Regions from separate parts of the Hordeum vulgare genome. Here regions 1 and 3 are each linked to region 2. A link is a contact called in public Hi-C data. All regions are on one chromosome and are shown on one strand. The core of a region is the stretch at or near the end of the contact, and the rest is flanking DNA. Distances in the headings are between cores, read along the strand shown. Region 1 holds the start of LOC123427119 ((+)-neomenthol dehydrogenase-like). Region 2 has its middle 61 kb from the start of LOC123430472. Region 3 holds the start of LOC123427120 (splicing factor U2AF-associated protein 2).

What was found. Hi-C and Micro-C count contacts between places; a contact is called where the count stands out from the background.
Region 1: a contact with region 2 is called in a Hi-C map of leaf, with 2.2 times the contacts expected there. The contact joins the promoter of LOC123427119 here to the enhancer-like site in region 2. A contact is called at or near these places in 2 of 6 Hi-C or Micro-C datasets (leaf and seedling) and 1 of 1 datasets of contacts at active chromatin or transcription factors (embryo).
Region 3: a Hi-C map of leaf shows a contact between it and region 2, with 2.4 times the contacts expected there. The contact joins the promoter of LOC123427120 here to the enhancer-like site in region 2. A contact is called at or near these places in 2 of 6 Hi-C or Micro-C datasets (leaf and seedling).

The regions. Positions count from the first base shown.
Region 1 is chr2H:543,862,680-543,866,103 of MorexV3_pseudomolecules_assembly, reverse strand. It overlaps LOC123427119 ((+)-neomenthol dehydrogenase-like), which reads left to right and starts at 1,731. Exons shown (of 4, transcript XM_045111075.1): 1 at 1,731-1,898; 2 at 2,016-2,277. The coding sequence starts at 1,867.
Region 2 is chr2H:543,999,758-544,002,831 of MorexV3_pseudomolecules_assembly, reverse strand. No RefSeq gene overlaps it. Among protein-coding and RNA genes, the nearest start is that of LOC123430472, 61 kb to the left of the region's middle. Within about 2 kb of position 1,486, at least 2 of the 3 cell types and tissues checked have open chromatin away from gene starts, as enhancers often do. A contact at or near this core is called in leaf, where this site is marked.
Region 3 is chr2H:544,204,112-544,207,469 of MorexV3_pseudomolecules_assembly, reverse strand. LOC123427120 (splicing factor U2AF-associated protein 2) reads right to left here and starts at 1,631. Exons shown (of 13, transcript XM_045111077.1): 1 at 1,396-1,631; 2 at 531-659; 3 at 212-435. The coding sequence starts at 1,480.

The DNA of each region.
Region 1 (3,424 bases), core at 482-2,981, 140 kb after region 2:
CACGGGAGCGACATATCTTCTTCCTCAGCGCCCAGGGCCCATCGACATATCTTCTTCCTCAGCTCCGGGGTACATCTTCCGCCTTCACCATCCTTTGCTTTGGAAGTGGTGCCCGGTCACCGTGGGGTCCCTGAGCCCGCGTCGTGGCAGGGGCGCACGAGGACGCATAAGTCCGAGGTGCGTGCAGCCCGACGCAAGCGGCGGCGGGCGAGGGAGAGGAGGGAGGCGCTCACCATTGCTCTGTGACAACGGCGGAGATGGACGAGTGCCTTCCCCCCTCAAGAATGCCGAAGCGCTCCGACCCGACATCAAGTTGTTGGAGTGCGAGGCAAACAAGAAGGCGGCGGCGAAGGCGAAGGCGGCGACGAAGGCGAAGGCATCTCGCCATGCCGAGGAGCAAGCCTGCCTATTCCACACGCGATCGGGCATGAGGTGCAGCTACGATAGCTCGGACGACTGCACCTCAAGCTCCGACGATGACACACCTCCGCACGCCGACGCCTACATGGAACAGGGGCGCAGCCGCGTCGACGACTGGAATGGGAAGGGGTCGGCGAGGAAATGGTAATTTCCTCTGCCTTTCCCATGCTATGTTTATACGTTTAGTATGTTTTATGTACTTTGTTCTATGGATTTGCCGATGAATTATGTCCCTTTTGTCCAAGGATGCAATGCGATTCGATGAACTATGTGTTGATCTATTTTTACATAACGTAGCATGTGTGTATGGTTTTGAGAGTTTTTTTTGTTTTGAAGACGATTTTAAGGATTCGGTTATAAAAGGCACGGATATGAAAGACAATAAATGAGATGCGCCCTCACGCGTCCGCAAATGTTTGAGGCCCAAGTTTGTAAGGCCACTTCCAATGCAAATGTGTTTAGATGAGGTGCTAAGACCTTGTACAATGCTAGGTGTTTAGAAAAAATAAACCATTTTTTTCTGAAGCATCAGTGCCTATTTCTACATGAGAGACGCCTAACTAAGCGTCTACCGAGTACAAATAAGCACCGGTGCTTAAGAAAAGCCTGATTTATTTCTCTAAACACCTCCCTTGAGCACCCTGCATTGTACAAGGCATAAGTGCGTTAAATAGCTTAGCAACTCAACTCTGCAAATGCATAGGTGCTTAGTTTGTTGTTGGTGAGCTCATTTTATTTATTGACTTAACAACTAAACTCTTTCATGTAGTATTGGCCAACTTCTTTTATTTAAGTGCTTTGCCTAGGTTTACGTGTTTAGCATTGGTTCTTCCTCGGGTCATCAAAGTACTCTCTCTTTTTCTTAATTATTGTGCCATGTCATGTTTTTTCTTAGAGCGTCGTTAATAGTTTAGCCAGCTACCGGCTATAAGACATTATCAATGTCATCTATACCCATCTTATAGCCAATATATATAATAGTTAATTAGAAAATTGTACTACTTTTTTATTATATGACATACTTTTACTCTTATAAAGTGCCTAGAAGTACATGCTAGATCGGGCTCTTAGCTAAGAGTCCGTTTATCTTTTATTTTTTTTCTTCAACTAAAAAAATATACTAATTTATTTCTTATAACCAACTGATTTAATTTTATTGTACTTACTCTTGTGTGACATGCTTAGCAGCTATCCATGGTAAATATGGCATAGGTTCCGGCTGGAGATGCAAGCGGCAGCCGCAGGCAGCCGCGGGTACTGAACAGGAGCAGATAGATACCACTCGCGCGTGTGGTGTATAAATATCTCTCTCCCGGAGTCCCCGCCGTCCCACTCCCACCCAGCTTGCTCGCGGTCAGCCAGTCCAGCCAGCCCCGGCGACTCCACCACCTGCGGACCTGCCCCTCCCTGCAGTTGACCCGCGCGACGCGCTGCCCGTCACCTCAGATGGACTACTCCAAGGAGCCGTCTCCCACGCGGTAAATCAATCCATCAATCCTTCCCGCCTTCCCCGCGATTCGCCTCCTCCCGCGCGCATTCCTGTTTTCTGCCTGCGCGACCGGATTGATGGCTGACGCGGGCGGTGGCGCGTGCAGGGCGTGGTGGTCGAGGGACACGGTGGCCGTGGTGACGGGCGCGAACCGGGGCATCGGCCACTCGCTGGCCGCGCGGCTCGCGGAGCACGGCCTCACCGTCGTGCTCACCGCGCGGGACGGCGAGCGCGGGGAGGCCGCCGCCGCGCCGCTCCGGGACCGCGGCCTCCCCGTCGCCTTCCGCCGCCTCGACGTCTCCGACCCCGCCTCCGTCGCCGACTTCGCCACCTGGCTCCGCGACACCGTCGGCGGCCTCGACATCCTGGTACGTACTACTACGAACCACCGCCGCCTCCCCCTTCATCCTCCTCGGTGTCCGCATCTCCCCCGCACAGAGCCAAACCCTCGGAGCACCACACCAAAGTTATTCCCATCCCACCTTTGCCATGGATGGGATGGGATGGATGGATCGGCCATGAATATCCTCCACGCACAGACGCTGCGCATCGTCGTCCGTAGCGCTCTCGCTTTGCATCGGATCAGGCAGAGCCGGCCCGGTCCCGTTTCACACTGCATTATTGCGCTCCCTGTCTCGGACGGGGCACGCAACACAACAGCCAGCTCCACGGCCCGTCAGCGCCGCGACCAACGGAATAAAAACGTCACGTCACTCTCAGCAAAGCCGCGCGGAGTGGCAGGCGGGGTACGGCGTGCGTCCGACGGCCTTCCGTCCCCCGCTCGTCATCCGGGCCGTCTGCGCCGGCAGCCGGACAGCGACCGACGGCCGGCCGGCAGCCACAGCCCGGTCAGAGCTCTGTCCACGACGATGTGTCGTGGTCTCGTGGAATATATATGTAGCTTGTCGGTACAGTGCGCGTCTACACCTAGTTGGTTTGGTTTGGCTTCGGTCCGGAGAGGCGGAGATCCACCCCAGCACTCAACTTAGTCATGTGTCCGTCGATAACCCGCACCAGTCACAAGATCTTGCTTTTACGAAGTTCATATGTCTCGTTGACTAGGAGTGGGAGATACTACTAATAATGCGCATGATCACACCGTTTGTTTACCGGCGTTTTATCTTGATTTTACGGATTGTTTTGCACTAAAGATTCTTCTGTGTGAATTTGGTCAACCTTTGCGTAGTCATATATTCAGAGTTTCAGACATTTCTAACTTTGAACTATTCAGATTTATATACCGCATGTCTTGTTGAACAGTTCAGATTTTTTATATTCTTGCGATCTTAACTGAAAATTTACAAAAGTTCATGAAGTTACCCAACTAAAATCAGACTCCCCGGTCTACTCCTTAGTTGCAGCAGACGGACGCCATCTTGTGAGCGAGCCGCAGCCGACCCAAAGGGTACTTTTCAAGCACACTGTTCTTGCGAACCAGCAGATTGTAACCCAATCAGTGGTCCATAGCAGAATGTAATGAATGTTAACACGGTTCACTGCCCCACTCAAGCTGAG
Region 2 (3,074 bases), core at 237-2,736:
CAAATTGCTGAGTTTTTTCCAAAATTTGTGAACTAATTTATTTTGACAACTATTTTTCCCAATTTTGTAAAAAAAAAATCTAAACTTTTCAAATTTGTGAACTTTTATCTGATTTCTGAACCTTTTTCCAAAAACAATGAACTTTGTAAAATTTACAATTTTTTTTAATTATGTGTTTTTTAGTTTGCGTTTTTTTTTAAAGTGTGAATTTTGACGAGTTCATTATTTTTTTCATATCGACAAACCTTTTTTGAATTCGTGAGCTTTTCCAAATTTTTAGGAACATTTTTTTTGAAGTTTTTGCATTTTCTCGAAAAGTCGACAATCAACAGTGGACCGGTCAACCATGACGGGTCAACTATCGATCGAGCTACCAGTGAATCCGGAGAAGCGGCAGGTTACGAGGGATCACTCGCCTAGTTATGCCAGCCCATGGAGCAGGGCGGATAAGCGCTGCCTTGCACTGAAGGCACGGAGAAGGAGGTCTCTAATCTTGGTGGTTGTACCGGATATTCGATTGGCACATGAAATCATAGATCATAGGAACACTTTTACTTTCTGTAATTGTTCATGAGTTTATGAGCCTAAATTCCGAGGCTCATAATTTAACGAAGCATATTATTAGATTAAAGAATGATGATCGTCTTTCATACTTGTAAACGTTGTTTGAGTTAAATAAAACTTCACGGGATTGTTTTGAAAAAAAAAAACAAATATCCGCTTGGCATGGACGCCCCGACACGCGCCTCTCATGGGAGAAATTAGTTCCGTCTAGTCTAGGCTTCCAGGCATTTTAAACGGATCATCCATCTTGGTTTCGTGTACTGCATGCCGACAACTAGTGGTACCATGTGTACGTTGCCTAGGGACGTAAATGGCAAATAAACGACACCCGTAAGTCCTTTTTAATTAGCTTTAACCTGCTCCATAGTTTTATCTTTCTAAACAAAATTTTGAACCGTAAAATTTGTAGTGGTTTTAAAGGGGATTAAACGGACCCAGTTCCCTCCCTAACATTGCCATCCCTAAGTTCCTAGTCGTCCCATGCTTAATGATTCGACGTGACCATCAGTTTAGTCCGCCCGGCACCCGCACCCCAGAGAGATGAGAAGACGATGACATGATCGCCCTGCCTTGGATTATTGTTACTCGTAATAAGTAAATAAACGGTGCGTGATTGTGTGGCGTTCGCGCATTTCTTCCATCTGTCTGCAATCATATGATCATCCGCACAATGACTAACAGGGGAAGCCTAATGTTGCGCTAGTGATACTAGAACTAATTAAGAGCACAGCACATGGTCGGCATTTGTCTCATGTGCAACTAAACTATGCCATCTCCGTCCAGAATGGACGGTCGGCCGTGCACCGGCTCCGTTTCTTTCGCAAACAAATATATATTCCGTACGCAATCAACCGCTCCGTCTTACCTAACATTATAAGGTGCCAGTGATTAGTGAGTGATGACAGCGAGGTCCACTTGGAGATCAACTACGTACGTCCATCCAGCCTAAAGTGGTTAGCCTCTAGTGATGTACTACGTGATTAACCTTGCGCGCTTGCACTATCTCGCTTTGTTTTGATAGGCTTGGACTGAAGAGACGTCAACTAGCGGGCACTAGCTCGTGAAATAGATGGGAAATTCATGCTACGACCCAATGCACGTGGATATACTCATCCCGAAATCAACGCTTCTTCCGTTTCCTCATACGGGAAAGAAAACGCATGTTACTTCAGATATTGCCGCGACCCGTCAATTCCAGCGGTGAACACCTTAGCCAGCTCCCCTGGTTCCATATTTGTTTTGAACTTTTTCCTTTGTGGAAACAAGATGTGGCTTTTGCGACGCAGAAAATCCACCAAGTTGTTGATGTGCTTTGTGATTTAGTTATCTCGGTAGATACACGCACTTTATAGTGGTCGATGTCATAATTTATGACTTGCAATTTTTATTTTTATTTTGGATGTTGTGATTTGCAATTTTCGAGCTTGGTGAGTGGTGATACGGTGTGTCTAATCAGAGAACGACCTAAGCATTCGTGGAGCAAAGAAAAAGAAAAAGAAGAGAGAAATAGAAAAGATTGGGGCAGGTAGCGATCACGCGCGCGACGCAACACGCACACAACAATCATCCAAACCAAAGCAAACTGAGCAACGCGAAAGGCACTATCCTATCACTAGCGACTACTGTCTCTATTTTAGAATATAAGGTGTATCAATTTTTGTACAAGTCAAATCTGTGTTTGATTAAGATTATAGAATAAAATACCAACATCTTTAATGTAAAATAAATAAAATATAAAAAATAATTTTCATGATGAATCTAATGATACCAATTTGATATTGTAGATATTGGGATATTTTTCTAAAAAATTAATCAAACATGTACATGTTTGACTTTAAGAAGCAATACACCTTATATTTTAAAACGGCGATGTACCATTGACTAGACCTTAACAATATAAAGACAACTCCAATGTTAATCACCCTTCAAAATAGGACATCATTAAATGACCGTTGACATGTTTTTTCGTCTTCCCTTCCTCCTAGTCTTTTTTTCATCTCCCCTTTCACCTGTTTTTTTCGTCTTCCCTTCCGCCTAGTCTTTTTTTTCATCCATTTTTTTGCTCCCAACGATCTTGCACGTGAACAAACGAACCACGGAAGAAAACCTAGCAAACCCACCTAACCAAAAACCTACAAACCTATCCCTTCTCCTCCCGAGCCGCTTGCACGGGTGGCTTTGGAGGAGCCAACCCTAGCGAGCAACCCCTACTGCACAGGTGGCTAATTATGGGACTCCAATGTTAATCACCCTTCATAATGGGACATCATTAAAAGACAAGAATATGCTAGAAAGAACAACGTGTACGCCATCCAACCACAAACATCAAATGTCCACTTCTATTTTTTCCTATACCTAGATTAGCCAAAACATAAATACTCCATCCGATCCATATTAATTGTCGTTTTAGTACAACTTTGATTGGAGAAAGTAACATAATGGTTAAGCAATTGAAATATAAATGTTACAATGCAATAATAATTCCATTAAAAATATGGCAATCCAAACGT
Region 3 (3,358 bases), core at 382-2,881, 200 kb before region 2:
GATTACCTTTGACATGAAAAGACTAAGGTGCCACATGCCATGTAATAAATTTCCCGAACTAACAAGCCCTATACGCTAATAAATTATGAAGCTGAGATAGTCGGTACTTGTTCCACTATGTGGTTACAGCTAAGTGATCAGAAATCCTGAATTTTCATCTGACAATGGTTATCTAGAAAGCGTAGCGTTGGAATGGAAAAGCAACACTTACTTGAGGAACCATTGCCCTCAGAGTGCGATCCCACTTGTAGATGGTGCCGTCATCATCAGTAAATTCTTCCACACCATCTGGTGGGGATGATGGTCGCTCATCGGGATCATCAATGACATGCTCTTTGCTTAAGTCACCATCTGCAGCCTTTGCTTTCAGCGCTTCCACCTCCGACTCGGCTTCTATAACCTCCTTCTGGAATTTCTTGAAATCATCTTCAGTTTCTGAACAAACCATTTCAAAGAGCGTCAGGAGATACTTGAAGAGAACCATATGGAATTTCCATTAAAGGGAATGTAGAAAGCCCTAAGCTCCTAACCTTGTTCAGGTTGATCCTTCTTTGTGACCCCGGGATGCAGCTCTGGAATCGAAGATAGTGGTGTCCATTCACTCCTCCCCTCTGCCCAGAGCATTGTGCTCTCGTTGAGGTACCCATTAGCAAAATGATCTGTAAAGGGAGCCAAGTTCCTCAAATCCAGATCACAACGAAAACAAGACGCGTAGATCTTCAGAAAGTAAAAGAGCTAATAGCGGCAATTCTGAAGCAATATGCGCCCAAAAACAAGCGAGCAACCTCACAACATGGCATAAACCCTATCTCGCAACCTGCCAGTGCTAACAACTATACTAGCTGCAATCCTGAAACAATATGTGCCTACAAAACAAGCAAGCAACCTCACAACGTGGCATAAACCCTATCTCGCAACCTGCCGGTGCTAACAACTCATCGATGTTATCCAGCTTTGGAGTTAGGAACTATAACACAACAGTGGTGGATGATGCAGTGAATGTCACTGTAGAATGATACATACACTCTACGGATAACCTCACAGCACCGAATTCAAAACTGTCATCTCGGCTACTTACATTACTTCCATATCCACTGAAGCATCAATTTACTGGTTACAGAGGAAATTGCGAGCTTATGAATAACACGCCCAATTGACAGGATCAAACAATACCAGGTACTGGGATTCGCGCCACCTCACATTCAGACTCGACACTTGCTGATACTCACAGGAAATACAAACTAGCGAATAGGGGGCCTTCCGGATTGCAGCAAGGCCGCACGCGAAATTTCTCTGATTTTGCGAGGATTCAATCCCAGCTTGCGAGCTACCGGCGTCCGCATTTCTACTAGTAGGTATAGCGAGAAGATTGGGTGTCGAAGGGGTAGGAGGTACCTCGCAGCTCTGAGAGCGCGTAGGGGCCGACGTGCTCCTGGCTCGGGCCGAGCACGTACCAGCCCACCTCGCCACCGCCGTCCATGGACCTCCACGCGCGGGGAGCGGAGGCTGGGGCCGGAGATTCCGGTATCGTCGCCGCAGGCGATATGAAATCGCTTTCGTGAAGCCACCGCCGGAGAGGGGGAGGAAATTTTGGGGGCTGGGGTTTCCAGAGTGGTCTAGACCTGGGTCCAGCCCGTGCCCTCCGTGGGAAGCCGCTGCCGTCCGATCAAGAGAGTTTCACGATCAATGTCGGTCCAGACCACACATCTGTCAAGTTTTTTTCCTTTCTTTCGAGAATTTCATACACCTGTAAGCTATCCTGAGAATAGTTGCGTCAAAGAGTGAAAATATAAACGGTTTTGCTCTTTATCGTCCGGCTGAAATGCAAATCTCCTTTCATTCAAAATTTAGGATTTGTGTTATTTTTTGTCGCAACCTCATATTTCGAACATGTCTTTCTTTTCGGATTCCCCGTTAGCTATCTATTATTGGTTGTCTTTCTTTTAGTGTTTCATATTTTTCACTCGTGCCACTTCATTATCCTCTTATTTATTTTACATTATTTTAAAAAGAAATAAATAAAACTGTGTGTAAAGACAAAGAGAACAAAATAAAGAAACGACTACCTCGTTCTTTTTTACATGGTGATTCTCGTGGCTTTGAGTGTTTGTGCTTCAGTTTTTTTCTCCCGCCATAAATTCATGTTGGATGTAGCGATCTATTAGCACGTTTGCTCATCCCTCCTCTTGCTTCTTTTGATTTTATCGTGCATGTTCATTTTTAGATCCCTTTTCGATTTGTTTAGGTTGCCCTGCCCCTCCCTCCCAATTCCTAGGATTGGTAGGTGTTCATGTGTGATGTGACCTTTTTTATCACCTTGTTTTCAGGCGATTCATGTAGAGGGTCTTCGTTCTAGTTGTTCTATTTCGTTTGGGTTGGGATTGTCTTTTTTTTAGGGTTTGTAGTTGTTGAACGGGGCTTTGTAGCTATAGATGCATTTGGTTCAGTTAATTGTGCTTAGCCTAGAGCTGGGATTTGTTAGATTCTGCTGGTTTCCTAGCCGATGAAGCAAGAATGTATTTACCTTATATGCTACTGTGTTATGTTGTCTTTGCGGTGGCTGATTTTTGTGGTTTTGCATGTTCGGAATCTGGCGATTAGGTTTGTTCGTGGTTTGTTTAGTGCAAGTTTACGAGGTTACTATAGTAACTGGGAGGGGTGTTGTGTTTAATTGGAGTATTTGATGTGTTGGATAGAGTTTATGTATGCATGTAATTGTAGGTTTTGTAATGTGTCATTCTACAATGATAATGCTTGGTAGCTACTTTCTTTATACTAGATTAATGTGTGCCACTTGCAATGTTTATTCTGTTGAAGACATCCTATTTCAATATGTAATTATTAGCTTAATGATGTGTTTCTTCTTTCATTTGTCAGATATCAACATTAAGTATAATTGAGTTGACCCTGAGATCTCATGATTCATTTTTTCATATTGTTTATAGGTGTTATGTTTTAGGGATGTGATGTGGTGTTATTGTTTTTGTTCCTTCCATGTTGGTGTTGTAACTTGTATGCATGTGTTTGTATGTAACTATTTAGTGAGGTGGTTGATGGTGTGCTACACCGGGGGTGAACTATCATGTGACATTCCGAACAGTTGGAAGACCCCAATGGCTAGCAGGCAACGCCTTTCTTGCAGGCCTCCCGCAACCCGACCTCGAGCAAACATTCGCTAATCTACGTTGGTTCAACATGAAGTTGAACCCAGAAAAGTGTGTTTTCGGGGTTTTCTCAGGCTAGATCCTCGACTTCATCATCTCTCAACGAGGCATAGAAGCAAACTCGAAAAACATTACGGCCATCATTGAACCCAAGACGCCAGAAATAGTATGTGAAATCTAGAAGCTTGTTGGAT